Linked DNA regions of Zea mays: all the other regions are linked to region 2. Evidence: chromatin contacts called from public Hi-C data. All regions are on one chromosome and are shown on one strand. Each heading gives the region's core, a stretch centred on a gene start, on an enhancer-like site or on the middle of the called end of the contact. The rest is flanking DNA. Distances are from core to core; before and after follow the strand shown.

Evidence for each region. A called contact is a pair of places that touch in the nucleus more often than the background predicts.
Region 1: a contact with region 2 is called in a Hi-C map of leaf, with 8 times the contacts expected there. The contact joins the promoter of LOC103634616 here to the promoter of LOC100192998 in region 2. A contact is called at or near these places in 3 of 25 Hi-C or Micro-C datasets (leaf and tassel).
Region 3: a contact with region 2 is called in a Hi-C map of leaf, with 6 times the contacts expected there. The contact joins the promoter of LOC103634615 here to the promoter of LOC100192998 in region 2. A contact is called at or near these places in 2 of 25 Hi-C or Micro-C datasets (ear and leaf).

Annotation. Positions count from the first base shown.
Region 1 is chr1:55,472,106-55,477,091 of Zm-B73-REFERENCE-NAM-5.0, forward strand. LOC103634616 (ribosome biogenesis protein BMS1 homolog) reads left to right here and starts at 3,638. Exons shown (of 18, transcript XM_008657139.4): 1 at 3,638-4,006; 2 at 4,106-4,252; 3 at 4,329-4,419; 4 at 4,524-4,642. The coding sequence starts at 3,866.
Region 2 is chr1:55,228,627-55,233,671 of Zm-B73-REFERENCE-NAM-5.0, forward strand. It overlaps LOC100192998 (Mitochondrial ATP synthase D chain-related protein), which reads right to left and starts at 2,470. Exons shown (of 10, transcript NM_001138169.1): 1 at 2,310-2,470; 2 at 1,072-1,515; 3 at 796-858. The coding sequence starts at 1,482.
Region 3 is chr1:55,371,181-55,375,950 of Zm-B73-REFERENCE-NAM-5.0, forward strand. It overlaps LOC103634615 (ABC transporter E family member 2), which reads left to right and starts at 2,202. Exons shown (of 12, transcript XM_008657124.3): 1 at 2,202-2,530; 2 at 4,028-4,113. The coding sequence starts at 2,428.

The sequences.
Region 1 (4,986 bases), core at 2,388-4,887, 240 kb after region 2:
TTTTGGTGTTTGACGTCCATCACAAACCACGTGTACTAACTAGTTTGCCTAGTCATCATTTATGTCAGGTGCATAAAGTTCAACACAAACCGAGAAAGAAGTTAAGTTGGGGAATCAACAAAGTTTGGAGCAAAGACTTTAAATGGTGCTGCCAGTGGCGCACCGGACAGTGTCTGGTGCCCCAGGCCGAGCACCACTCAAACAGGCCGCTCTCGGGGTATTCCAAGGGACGCTCCGCTATAATTCACCGGACTGTCCGGTGTGCACCGGACATGTCCAGTGAGCCAACGGAGTAATGATAACTTGCGCCCAACGGTCCACTGTAAAAGGTGAACAGTGCAAGTCAGAAGTCAGAGAAGAAAGTCAGAACGCACCGAACATGTCCGGTGTGCCACCGGACTGTCCGATGCAACTACAAGACAAAGAACTTCAACGGTCAACCGCTCCAAACACCAACGCGTGCTGATGTGCACGCACCGGAAAGTGAACAGTGTCCTGTCCGGTGCACCATCGACAACAACGACTAGAATAGTGGTTGGGGCTATAAATACCCCCAACCACCTCCATTCAAGCCATCCAAGTTTTCCGAACTTCACATTCAATGCAAGATCAATAGCATTCACTCCAAGACACATTCCAAAGATCAAATCCTCTCCAAGCCTCAAAATCAACTCAATCGCTTAGTGACTTGAGAGAGGGTGTTTTGTGTTCTTTTGTTGCTCTTGTCGCTTGGATTGCTTTCTCCTTCACATTCTTACTCTTCTAAGTGCTTTGTAAAGCTAGCAAGAGACAACTAAGTGTGTGGTGATTCTTGTGGGGTCTTAGTGACCCAAGTGATTAAGGAGAAGCCTCGACCGGTCTGTGTGACCGATTGAGGGAGGGAAAGGGTTGGAATAGACCAGGCCTTTGTGGCCTCCTCAACGGGGATTAGGTTCTATGGAACCAAACCTCGGTAAAATAATTAACCGTGTTCACTTGCGTTGATCTTCACTTGATTTGTTTTCCCTCTTTCATCTCTCTAAAGTTTCCTTGCTAATATTGATTTGAGTTTGCTCCCAAAAGTTATCCACGTCAATCTGAGCAACTCGTAGCAAGAGAAACAATCTTTCGCGCTCCAATTTAATTTTAACATTAACCCCGACCTTAGTGCAAGTTTAAGTTTGTAAAATTCAGGTTTCGCCTATTCACCCCCCTCTAGGCGACATGAATCAAGCACCCAAGATGATGAAGGAGCTATAACAGGCGATGCGACAACGACATATACAAAGCCTCTAGGAGTGGAGGTAGTACCACAACCACGAATAACTCTATGTGCACGAAAAGCAGCCAACTTCTCTAGATATCGAGCAAAGCATTTTTCTGATCGATGAGAAGTTTTGCAATGCTCACAAGGCTCGAAAGAGTTGTTCCTTGCTGTATTGGTCTTCTGCGAGGCTGCTAGCACACTGTGATGTACTGATATTTGTGGACGACTGAGAGGACAAACATGTTTCTTCAACAATAAAAGCAGACAATACATCAACAATGGATGGAGTAGTAGGAGAATTCAACAACTATTTCATAATGGGTTCATAATCATATTTCAATCCATGACAAAATTGGTGTGTGAGGAATGTCTTAATGAACTTGTGCTTCTTGGCACAACGGCTTGAACATTGACCATCACAGTGAGGGTGAGGCTCCATTGAGAGAAAAGGCCCCATCAAATGGTCTAAAGCAGTGTAGTACTCCTCTATGGACATATCATTCTGTCCTAGACCATGAAGTCCTTGCATCAGATTTATGCAAAAGAGCACCACTATTATGTATATATATTCCTTTCAGATATTCCCACATCTCCTTAACAGACTCAAGGTTCTCAAGACTCATAATCAAAGAAGGCTTTATACTTGTGACAATTTCACTCTCACTCATCACTTTGTCATCATCATTAAGCCAAGTTGTGACAACAACAATATTGGAACAAACTGTTTTCTCAACAGGAGCATCTGCAGTCACATGAGATACAAGTCCAAAACCCCTCAACATAGTTTTGACAGAGAAAGCCCGCTCTCTATAATTGATAGGACCATCAAGTTTGATAGGAATATCAATGACACTAGACTGCGACATATTGAAGAGGCAGCAAATAGTAATAAAAATAGTTACGATCAGATGGGAGCAGAGAAACGAGCTGAGCGATCTGGACCTTTGCTGGTGCTGAACGGTTGCATAGGTCTAGAGATAGACGAACGCCAAGAGCACTAGCGACGAACGACCGACGCCAGCCAAGGCGGACAGGTGCCAGACGGATGGCCGAGGTAGGAGGTGCAAACGGACGAGACAGACATACACAAATGGACGAACATTGAGAGGTGGACAGGCACGAGTGGACGGTCGTCGGAGATGATGCGGGCGAGCGTCGGGCGATGAGGCGACCAACATTGGGGGTCGACTCGATGGGTGACCACGACGAGAGGCGGACATGCGTCGGGGGCTGAAGAGGATGTGCGGCTGAGCCCCGAGATGGAAGAACTGTCAGAGGCAAAGGCAGACGTGATGACGGAAACGCAACACCGGCGAAAAAAGTGGATCACGTGTCTTAATTAGACCAATTCCTGCTTTGATACCATGTTAGAATAGTTACCTTGAGAAGATTTGAGGGAAGAATGCACAATCGTAGGAGAGAATATGGACATATATAGTGTCCTGTCTTCACAGGTCATATGGACCTACAATACAATATGAGCCCTGATATATATAACAATACACAAATTTCGAAATTCTTAAAAAGTCTTGATTGTTGGCAATTACATGGCTTATATGCTTACTGGTATTTTGTGCCACCAGCACAGATGATGACTCGAGGCCGAGAATACCATCGTAATTGACTTTACTAATGCAACACATTGATCTAAAAAATGTTTTAGGTTTTTTCGGGGCATTGCTTTTAGAAAGGCTTTAAGGTCCTGTTTATTCCGAATTATAATATGTCCAAATTATATAATCTTACGTAAATAAACCAGTAGTTAAACAAACATATAGATTATGGGTCTAGATTATATAATCTAAAGTCCAGATTATGATAATCTCATAATCTCATCAAAAGTAGCTTATTTAAAATTATTTTTAGCAAATGACCCACTACCCATGGTTATGTTTATAAAATTACAACCTCTCCTATTTTTCTTTTTTCCCCAAATCACACGCACGGTCGGGTATTGTTGTCTTTAACTTTGTGTCGAAGAAATCAATAATCTTCATTTATATAATCTGGTCATCCAAACAGTTACATACAGATTATAATATCGACAAATTATAATCTATAATAAATAATTTAGATTATCTTTTAAATTATATAATCTATAAGCTAAAATAAATAAACCCTAAATAATCGTTGATGTCCGGCCTTGTGCTAGGCAGCAACCAAACATAAAAAAATACACCGATGCCAGGCCGTCACTGTGCGCGCGACTGGAGGTTGCTGCCGCCGGGATGATCAGGCTGTTCGTTTTACGGGCGGCGCCGGGCAAGGTTTCACTCGTTCGTTCGTGACCTGCGATGACGTCTGCTAGAATTCCTGCTTGCCTACGTTCCTGACCTGCTAGTAGGAGCGTGGCATAGAATACGGCCCAAGGCCCATGCTGGAGTTTTAGCTTTGAGATTCGGACTCTCACGTGGGGGCGGCAAGCGCAGGTTTGCTCTCTCGGGCAAAGGACTTGGGTTACGTAATTCTTTTCCAGAGACGCCGCCTCCCTAAACCCTTGCCAGTCTCCCTCCCGGCAGCGGCGGCAAGGCCTACCGCCGCAAACCCTCTTCCTCAGCCGCTGCGTACAAAAGAAGTTAGCTTCTTTTTAAGTAGGAGGCGGGAGCCCTAGGTAGCCCCATGGCTCCGGCGGACGGCGGCGGCGAGCAGCCGCACAAGGCGCACCGCCAACACAAGTCCGGCGCCAAGGCGCGGAAGAAGAAGGGCAAGGGCAAGGGCGACGCCGGCGATGACGCAGGGGGGCAGCAGAAGAACCCCAAGGTATGATACAGATTCGAGCAAGTCACGTCCGTGGCACCTGCTCGGGCGACATGATTCTGGAAGCATTGTTCTAATCAGACGACCTTGCCATTCTTTCAGGCTTTTGCATTTCAGTCAGCAGCCAAGGCGAAACGTCTACAAGCTCGATCAGCTGAGATTGAACAACGGCGTCTTCATGTGCCAATTATGGACCGTTCCATCGGTGAACCTCCTCCTTTTGTTGTTGTAGTTCAAGGACCTCCACAGGTATGCACTGCAATCTGCACAGCTGATTGTTAATGTTCTACTCTATCTCATCATCGCTTCACCTCAAATTTATTAGGTTGGGAAGTCACTGTTGATAAAATGTCTGGTAAAGCACTACACCAAGCAAAACTTGCCCGAAGTTCGTGGCCCCATCACTGTTGTATCAGGTTAAGGAACCCTTTGCATACTGTACATTGAAAATCAAAACATAATGGAGTAATGCTAGATTTCTGTGAAGATGGTAAACTTATCGTTTGTTTGTTGGGTGCAGGTAAAAGTAGGAGGGTACAGTTCGTAGAGTGTCCAAATGATATCAATGGAATGATTGATGCTGCTAAAATAGCCGATCTCGCTTTATTGCTTATTGATGGAAGCTATGGATTTGAAATGGTGTGTTTTGCATATTTCTATTTTCAAAATTTTGACCAGTTTACTATGTAGCTATGTTAAGTTTTCTAGTAAACACGTGTAGAAGACTTCAAATACCTCCCCTTTCCCTTTAAACATACCTTAGAAGATCTTCTGATGTGACTTCTTTCACCCTGCTATATGTTTGGCTAAACGTTCTGTTGGGAACTTCAGATACTCTAATATGAGTATATGACGATATGTGTAGTTCTTTTATCATGGTCTAGTATTCAACAGTGTTAACCCACATGGTACGATAGTCTTGACTTTAAATTACACTGATGAGTGCAATTAGCTGTATTGGACTATATTACCATACAATTGAT
Region 2 (5,045 bases), core at 1,220-3,719:
CTTATGTGATGGTTCTAGCACTTGAATATGCATGTGCTCAGAACTCATCAAACCAAAGTAGTAAGCACATAGACATATGGCATAAGGACATAAATAAAATATGGTACAAGCATGTCAGAAACTACTTTGATACGCATGTGTGATGTGTCCTGTCCTGTATACAGAACATGATGCATGACTGAGACATCCGAGGGTAAAATAGTTGAATAAATTACATAAATTCATTGACACAAAACCTCCCTCTAATACTAGATACAAGTTATTTTACCAATGGAAACACAAATTGAGGGTTTGATTTGAATGCAAGGATTTCACATGAATCAGTTCCATTTTACAGCAAAAACAGAGGAACAGTAAATGTTTCCCATGTTCCAAACAGGGCCTAAAGTGCAAGAGAAAATGACATTGCTGCCCTCCGTTTCTTTTGTCGCTACATGGTCCACCATAAAATGCTTTAAGTAAGATTGAGAGTGCAACATGAAGAAACTAGAGTCATATACCTCAAAGTTGTAAAACGACTTATACTTAGTTCATGGGTAAGTCAAAATGTTTTATATATGGCTTCATAGGGACTACACCACAGTAGAATTTTGTAAATCGGAAAATGGTAAATTCAAATATGCTTCAGATAGATCTTTTCAATTGCTGCTACGAAAGCAGGTAGACTGAGTGTTGGCAGTTGTAATTGGGAAAGTTGATTCAAAGATGGAATGGTGAATACATTTGTACCGAATAAAAGCTTCAGAAAAGAAAACATAAGCAAAAACAGTTTTCTAATCATGCATCTATGCATACCACTTTTTGAAGCCACAAACTCTTTTCATTCTCCAACTGCTTTATTGTCTCATGTAATTTATCCTGCATTGCAATGCTTTATTGTCTGATTAAGTCATTTAGAGAAGTGTGGAACAAAAATAAAGCCACATGATCGACATAAATATATAACTATTGAACGAATACTGTGAAGTTACTATATATTATCAATTCAAGTGCTGATCAAATTAACAAGTATTTTAAGAAAATGAAAAAAGATGTCGCATTTGCAATATCACAAACCAACAAAATACTCACGAGTTTGGCTTCATGAAGTCTATGCATGTCAAGCTCCACACTAGACTCTGACAGTCCAACACTCCTCTGATCTGCAGGGACTGCATTGCTAGCCTTGTGATTCTCCTGTGTCATCATAGGTTCGTTGTTTTGATAGCATGCAATACACTCTCCAATGGAGGATGTAGTGTCGTAAGCACTTGTGCCATTATAATCTGCCTGTATATTTGGCTGATGATTCTTGTACTGAGGAAGTTCCTCTCCAACACTGGACATGACATCATCTGCATCAGAACCTTTATGATGATCTATTGGGGCTAACTCATGATTGTGATTCTGAGAAGCAGCTTCCCCAGCAATGGATGTGACATCAGCGGCATTCTTCCCTTGGTTTCCCTTCTTCTTCTTGTTCCTCTTCTTTTTGGAATCCATCTCTCTTTGCACAGCTCAGACCTTCAACAAAACCTTGTATTGATGAATACAGACAAAAGAATATATTTTCAGCTCCATTTTGATGAACCGAGTGTTTGATCAGCACAACTGAATATGTTAAATGCAGGTCCAATGTTTCGAGTGCACATGATGATTGGAAAAAAAAACAGCTAGCTTATGCACACAGCTTCAAACTTCATGAGATCATAAATCACACAAATCTCCCACTTGCAGCAAACTACAACACCTCTCTCTAATCCAGGGGTGAAGCTAGGTACTGAGCTGTGGGTGCACATGCTGACATGCACTCACGGAAATTTGCAAAACTAGTGAAATTGACTAGATTTTCACCATATATGCACCACCAAAAAGATATTATTATGCACCCTCAAGCCATATGCACTCTCCTCTGATTTACTCTACCTTCGCCATTGCTCTAATCTCTATGATGAATGTCAGAAGGGCAAATACAAGCAACAGCAAACTCCCTTATTCAGTTAACCAGAAAAAACTTGCAAACGCAACCAAGATCCTAACACACACCACCGAACATCTTTAAATTATAAGTTCAGAGAAGCTTCTCCTTTCACAGTCACCCGTGCTCGTGAATGTGCGTAAGCAACACGATTTCTAGTCACAACCAGATGACACACGGCACGTCCCGCGTTTAAGAATCTAACTCGACGAATTTGCGTACATAGAAAACCTAAATGTTGCAAACCACATGGTTAATAAATAATCGAAGCCAGAATCGCGATGATAGTTGAATTGCTATACAAGATTCGCTGTCAAGTATTGGGAAATGCCTGTGGACCAAGAGAACTAACCCTAGAAATGCCGCCGCAGCCGCTCCTGTCTGGCTCCAAACGATGGAGGGTAGCGATCTGGGTCTGGCGACTAGAATAGCGGGGGATAAAATGAGCTGGGAGGGTTGATTTCGGAGAGAGAAGGGGGAAGCGTGCGCCTGTTTGATTAAATGCTGGGGATCTGCGTCGGGGTGAGGAGTGGACCTGCAGGACGAGGACGGGGGTTGGCTGAAGCACGACGCCGGTGGCGTGTCGGTCAATCGGTGTCGCTGGCTCGAGACAATTGGATATTTGGACTTTAAATAGTGTGCTTCGCAATAATGTCATCTTAAAGATTTAATCCGTAAAAAAGTACTATAAACCTTCTCTAATTGATTATACTGTCATTTAACGTATATCCTTCCTTTTTATAATCTGATCTCAAGTATTAATTATACACATTTATTATTTGAAGATATGGCACCAGAAAACCCGAACGAACAGAACCCGATTGAATCTCCTCCTGATTCTCTCGCCAATCGCCATGGATCCCGCACATGCTGCAGCTGTTGACCGGGGATCTCGAATAGTGACCTCAGTGCCGGAGCACACACCGAGCTTTTCCTTAGAGGAGGAGCCCCCATGACCCGCGCAGTCCGCCGGGGTCGTCCTCGCTGCGCCGGTCGTCAGGGTCGCCCTCGCGGCGCTGTTCGCTAAGGTCGCCCTCGTCGCGCCGTCCGCCGGGCTGGAGGAGGACGTGCTTGCCAAGGCCGCGCCGACAATCGCGCTCGGCGAGGAGGTGGTAGCCGAAGTCGCGCTCACTAGGGCCGCCTCGCCTGATCTCCCTATGACGACAATGGCTGGTGTGGCGGAGGCCGCACTGACTAGGGCTGCCTCGCTCGATCTCCCTGTGATAGCCATGGATGCTGCGCCGAGTATCGGTGTGACGGAGGTCACGCTGGACAGTGCCGCCTCGCCCGCTTGACGGCCATGGATGTCGTATCGTCGCCCATGGATGTCGTATCTGAGAACGTGATTGCGCCCATGGATGTTGGATCGTCACCCACTACGATTGCTCTCGTTAGATCTTTGCTCCCCAATATTTCTTCTCCGACAATACAGTACAATCTCCATGTACTTCCTGTCCAAAGGTGATTGTTATTGTTAGCGTTGTTTTTACCATGTCATTTTTTTGCTATGCCATACTGCTGTCCATGACCATCTCTGTTGGCGAGCAGCACCAGTTGCCGAGCTGTTTGGCAAGCAGCATCAGTTGTCGAGCTGGTCGGCGAGCAGGAGCAGCTGTTTGCGTGCAGCACTTGTCGGTGAGCAGCAAGCCAGCAACTGCAGTGTTCGTTCGTGTTTTCTGGTGGCCATATCTTCAAATAATAAATGTGTATAACTAATAAAGGGGTAAAAGTGTCTTGTCAGGAAGAAAATACATGAGATTAGATTATAAAAAGGAAGGATATACGTTAAATGGTAGTATAATCAATTAGAGAAGGTTTGTAGTACTTTTTTACGGATTAAATCTTTCGGATGACATTATTGCGAAGCGCACTGTTTAGAGTCCTAAATATGCAATTGTCTCCGCTGGCTCTCAAAACATAAATTGTTTGGAGATTAAAGTTTAAATATAAAGTAAAAATGAATAAACTGTTGAGCTTTGATAAAAACATTTTTTTCTAGGAAACGACCAAATGATTCTATTTCATGTTCGAAATGAGATGGTTTTATGGCTAAGGGGTGTTTAGTTTCGTAGGTTATCCTTGTGAAATAAACTTTAAAAACTAAAGTTTAGTCCCTTAGATTTCTATTCGGAATGTCTGATTTAGTTATATTGCTTATCGATTTAAGGACTAAAGTGACTAAACTTTAGAAGTTTAGAAAATAGGAACCAAACACCCCCTAAGCCCCCTAAGTTTGATCTCCTCTAAATTATATCCCAGCAAGGTCTCTAAAATTATTTTAGGGTGCTATTAACCAACAATCATGTTCCAACAGTTTTTTAAACGAGATCTCCAAATATACTAACTTCCTAAATATCACTATTTAGTACCTAAACTTGGAGAGTGTTTCACACTTCAAATAGCCTACTTTGTGTCCCACTTACCACTGTGAAATCACCGGTTCACACTCGTGTATAAGTAATGCACTTTGAATGATTTAAAGTGCAAAAAAGATTATTTTAGCATCATTATTTAACAAAGTCTAAGGAAGACACATTCAAAAAATACAAGAAAACAACTGATCGTGATTCATATCGAATGAAAAAATAGTAGTCAAGAGAGTAATGATGATTATTTAACTATCGAAACAAACCAAGCCAGGTACTAACAATGATCATACTGCTTATAATGATTCACATGCTATGTTTGCCTCTAGTTCTACTTTTGTTCATGGTAGAAGTAGGCCTAGGAGAAATCATGTTGTGCCTCATGTGCCTAGGAAAGTGTGCAATGAACCCACTACTGTTTTTCATGCTTGCAACACTTCTTTTGTACTTTCATGTAAGAATGAAAAAATAGTTGCTAGGAAGTTGGGATCCAAATACAAGGGAGACAAGACTTGTATTTGGGTTCCAAAAATTATTGTGACTAACCTTGCAGGACCCAACAAGAGTTGTGTACCTAAAACCCAAGCTTAAATTGCCTTGCATGTTTATGCATCCGGGGCTCTAGCTGGATAATCGACAGCGGGTGCACAAACCACATGACGGGGGAGAAGATGTTCACCTCCTACGTCAAGAACAAGGATTCCCAGGATACAATCATATTT
Region 3 (4,770 bases), core at 952-3,451, 140 kb after region 2:
AAGAATTCGAATCCTGAAATCAGATTTTTATTCTGTCTTGATGGCACTGTTTGAGATTCTTAGAGATTGAATCAAGGCTTGGTTTAAATATAAAATTGTTGTATAACATAGGTTCTACAATTTTTATTAAAGGTCAAACCTCATATCTTGAAAATAAATAAAAGTTTCACTTTGGTCAAGGTAGTATCATTATAAAGCTTCAAACTATAATTTTAAGGCAATTGGGGTATTCTCTCGATATTTTCTTGGCATTTTCTCTATATGAACCCTTGATAACTTTTGTTGTAGAGTTGATATAGAGTTGTTTGAGCAAGATGATAAGGTTTTGTCGAATTTCAAAGTTTGCATTTGTTCAGACGAGCAGTTTTAAGCATATATAGGATTTATCTTTTCATGTCAGTATTTGCTTTAAACTTCTAGAATTCTCTAGAATACGCTTGATAGATAGAGAGGAATTATGATATATAGAAAACAAGTCGATTTGCATAAGAATTAATTAGAGGTTGACACAAAGAGATTCTGCGGGAGAATGCGGATTCAGATTAAGTATTTGGATGTAGACCGATTATCGAGAAAGCGGATTCGGACACCGATTGGATAACATAACAACTATCGATAGTCCGAATAAATGAGTCTGGATGAGAGTTGCAAGACGATATTGACTTTTGAATTTGCATTTGCTCCGAGAAATAAAAGTTTTAACAAGCTCCAAATTTGGCTGTTCTTGAGATCGAATAATTCCAAATTTGGTGAAACATTCATGAGTAACTTGATAAATGGAAATAAGTGTGATAAGGAAATAGAAATTTTCACTGAGCATCCGAGATTAGGATAAATCTCTCGACATAACGCGAAATAGACACCTGGGGTGTCACAGTAGGCATCGTATCGATAGACACCCACGTTAGGTTCTTACTAGTCGGTTGCCCGTGCGTTGCGACGACTTACAACAATACCCACGTAAACTATCCACCAAAAAAATTTAAGATTTTTTATTGATTGTCTCCGCTCTCCGTATAATAATTTTTTGATTTGGCTAACCGATGTTATTGTTTACTTCATGCGATATCCCATGGTACAACACGATCAATGAAATGAGCGAGTAGAAGAGAATTCACAACGACTGACTGAACGAACATAGATTATAAAATAACATAATTCCACCATATAGAGACCGAATAAGAGAAAGTTTGTGAGCTCAAGTTTCTAAAATAAGTCACATGAACTCAAACTTATAAAAAAGATGGATCAAAATATGGAGTGATTGCTAAAGTCAGGCATCAATAAAATCTGGATCCGCTCCATATAAATTATGCTACTTCGTAGCAATTACTAATGTTTAAAACCAACAAATAACCTTTCATTTTACTGTTACTGTGACAAATCATTGTTACTTCATCCAATTCAGCAACATCAAACACCATGGAGTCTATTGCGCCAATATGGTCTAAAAAACGATATAATCCTTGCAAGAGCCAAGAATGTCGTGTCGTGCTTGGGCTGTAGCCTCGGTCCGTAGTGCTGGCCCGGCCTGTCACGATTATATTTTTTATTTTACAAAAAACGTATATACATATATACAATTTATATTCAATATTAAAAACTTTTAAGCATGATATTCTACTGGTTAGACAAATTCACCCAGTGTCTCCCGTCCTTCTTCTATCAGGGCATGGGTTCGAACCTCGTCTCCTGCATCGTTTTTAACATTTTACGCTGATTTAATCAAATGAGCCGACGGGCTGGCCCGACACAGTCAGCAGACCTGCATGACGTGCCAGGCCGCCGCTTGGCCATCTATAGACGTGCAACAGATTAATTTGAAATAGTTGTGAGAGGTTATTTGTAAAAAGATGACGCGAGAGGACCGTTGAAACTGATGTTTTAAAGGCATGTTTGGTTCACTACCTAAGTTGCCACACCTTGCCTAACTTTTCTGCCTAAGATTAGTTATTCAATTCAGACGACTAACCTTAGACAAAATGTGACACATTTAGAGCGTGTTTGGTGTGGCGCCTAAGCCGCCACACCAAAGATGCCCTTAGCCACAGAGCAAATAGGCCCTAAGTATAGATATAGATATAGAAATAGAGTAATATAGAAAAAGTCATCGACAACAATGTATATCAAAAGAGCAAACTTCATGTTTACTATTTTTTAGATAATGGAAAAGTCATGGGCATCAATCTCCTAGTCCTAGGCATCATGTAATTCTGGCGAAACCGTTCCAAATATTATTGTGGCGAAACCAGCTTTTGACAGCCCGCGTTGGCGTTTTAGCAGTAAGAAAAAAAAAGTTACTCATAAGAATCAGAAGAAAAGGACCCGAGCCTAGGGTTCGGTCTGCCTCCCACAGCCGCCGCTACGCTTTGGCTGCATCACTCGCTCCTCTTCGGAGCCTCCCTTTCGCCGGCGGCGTAGGAAGAGATGGCAGAGCGTTTGACCCGTATCGCCATCGTCAGCGAGGACAAGTGCAAGCCCAAGAAGTGCCGCCAGGAGTGCAAGAAGAGCTGCCCCGTCGTCAAGACTGGTAAAATCCCTATCCCCGCTCCATAGCTTTGGCAATTCGGACCTTAGATTTAGATCCTGAGGACTCTGTCAGAATCCCATGAGGAATCCGACGATATTAGGGGAGACCAGCAGGAATTTTGGGAGGAAGACGGGTAGGATTCGGGTGGCGAGAAAGAACACAGAGAGAAGTAAATCTGATTAGCCTATTCTTTCTCTTGCCCCTTTCCATCCGGCGCACTGGGTTTAGGACTTAGAAACACCCCTGCGCCCCTGCTACTTCCGGTTCAGGTTTACACCAAGGCATGCATACATAGACATATACAGTTACTCTTGCTTCCTAGGCCTACTTGAAAGTTGAAGCAAAATAGAAGGCTAACACCAGGTTTCATTTGTAGTTGATAGTTGACTAAGTAATAAGCCTGATCCACTCCGAATGGAACACCCGAATTGCAGAAGTACATTCTTCGTATATATTGCACAGTTGACCATTGTTTACTGTGTGGACACCATTCACTTGTAAATTCATATAAGGAAATTGCAATAGTCTTTGAATAGAAGAGTTGCAAGATCTCACATTAAAACATGGTTCCAGCCGTTCTCCGGGAAGAAGCATCACATCAATGTTCACTTGAAAAGACATAGGACTTCTCAACATACAATATCGACTGACTGTGAAGCCGAGCAACTTATCGCATAACAAACGCCCTAACACAACATTAGTGTGGTATAACACATCCCAATAACATCTAAAGGTCGGCCAAGTTTCTGACAATAGCTCCATCACGCTGCTCATCGCACCATCAATCCTAAGTGGTGGACACATATGCATATACCGCAGCTTGATCCATGTAGCTACTGCGTCCTCATCATAGTATTTGCCGAACAGTTGGAATGCATCCCCAAATCCTTCTCTGACATCAAGGATGGGATAAGTCAGACAACCACAGCAGAACTCATCGGTTATGTGGAGCACTAGAGAAAAGTGATCGTGCTTCATGAACCTTCCTTCATAACCAATACCCAGGCTAAAAAATACAGTCTAAACAACCAAATGCTACCTCCAGTATGGTATTTAGAATCATGAATTTCAGGGTCCCATGGTACACTGTGACATTACCTGACCAACCTGAAAATTTGATATGGAAGGGCTTCACCACCAGGGAACCTGTTCATGCATGGTGAATTCGATGCTAGAAAAGGGCTTTTGTTGACTCGTTGGTCCCCTTGCAAGATCTGAGGAATCGGAACCGCCGGCAGCTTAAGGGCCATTTTTTCAGCTGTAGAAATTTGGTTAATATCTCTTGTTTAGTGAATTAAATAGATTTTTTTTGCACATGCTGCTGGATGTTTAGTTCGTACTGTAACTTGTGAAGGTCCAGTGTCCAAATACAGTATCATCAATTTTCACTGAAACAGATACAGTATATTGATCTCTTCTCTCTGTTGTTCTGCACGTCTTCTAGTTTCTGGCTTGGCATGGATCACTATTATGACAGCATTCTATTCTACTGTTTAGGGAAGCTTTGCATTGAAGTAACTTCGGCATCAAAACTAGCTTTCATTTCTGAGGAGCTGTGCATCGGTTGTGGTATCTGTGTAAAGGTAGGCTTCTAACTTCTCCAGCTAACTATGGGGATTGTTTGGTTCAGCTTTTTTCTGATGAGCTTTTATGAGAATCTGTTTGTGGGGAGAATCTGAGTACTGTGGGGATTACATGCGAAGGAAGATGAAATGGTCCATATGGTTTAGGATCTAGAAAGTGACAGATTCCGCTTATCGCGACGACTCGACCGATTGTGTGTTCACGTTGATTTGGACGATTTTCACCAAAACGATTCTCACAGAAGCGGGCTGAAAAGTAGGGCGTTTGACAGTCCGCTGCAGCTTCTGGCGGCCAGAAGCCGCCGATAAGCTCATTATGTAAGCTGAACCAAATGGGCAGTCCGCAGAACATTGTTATTAAAACGTCACTTAAACGTCGTTTAAACGATAAAACGTGGTTATAGGCTAGAACGTCCGAACGTTTTAACATAATCACGTAGAATGTCCGTGAAACGCGTTTAAACGTCCATTTTGCGTCGTTTAAGCGTTTTAGGACGTTTTAGACATGTTTTGGACGTTTTACATTGTTGGGCCTCTCAAAGGCCCAAAAAACTATCTTAACCGGTGCAGCGCAGCCAGGATCGTGGACAGCCTCCTCCAGTGCCTGCTACGCTGTCCAGCTCCTGCTATGTCGTCGCCCGCCTCCCTCCTCTCCTC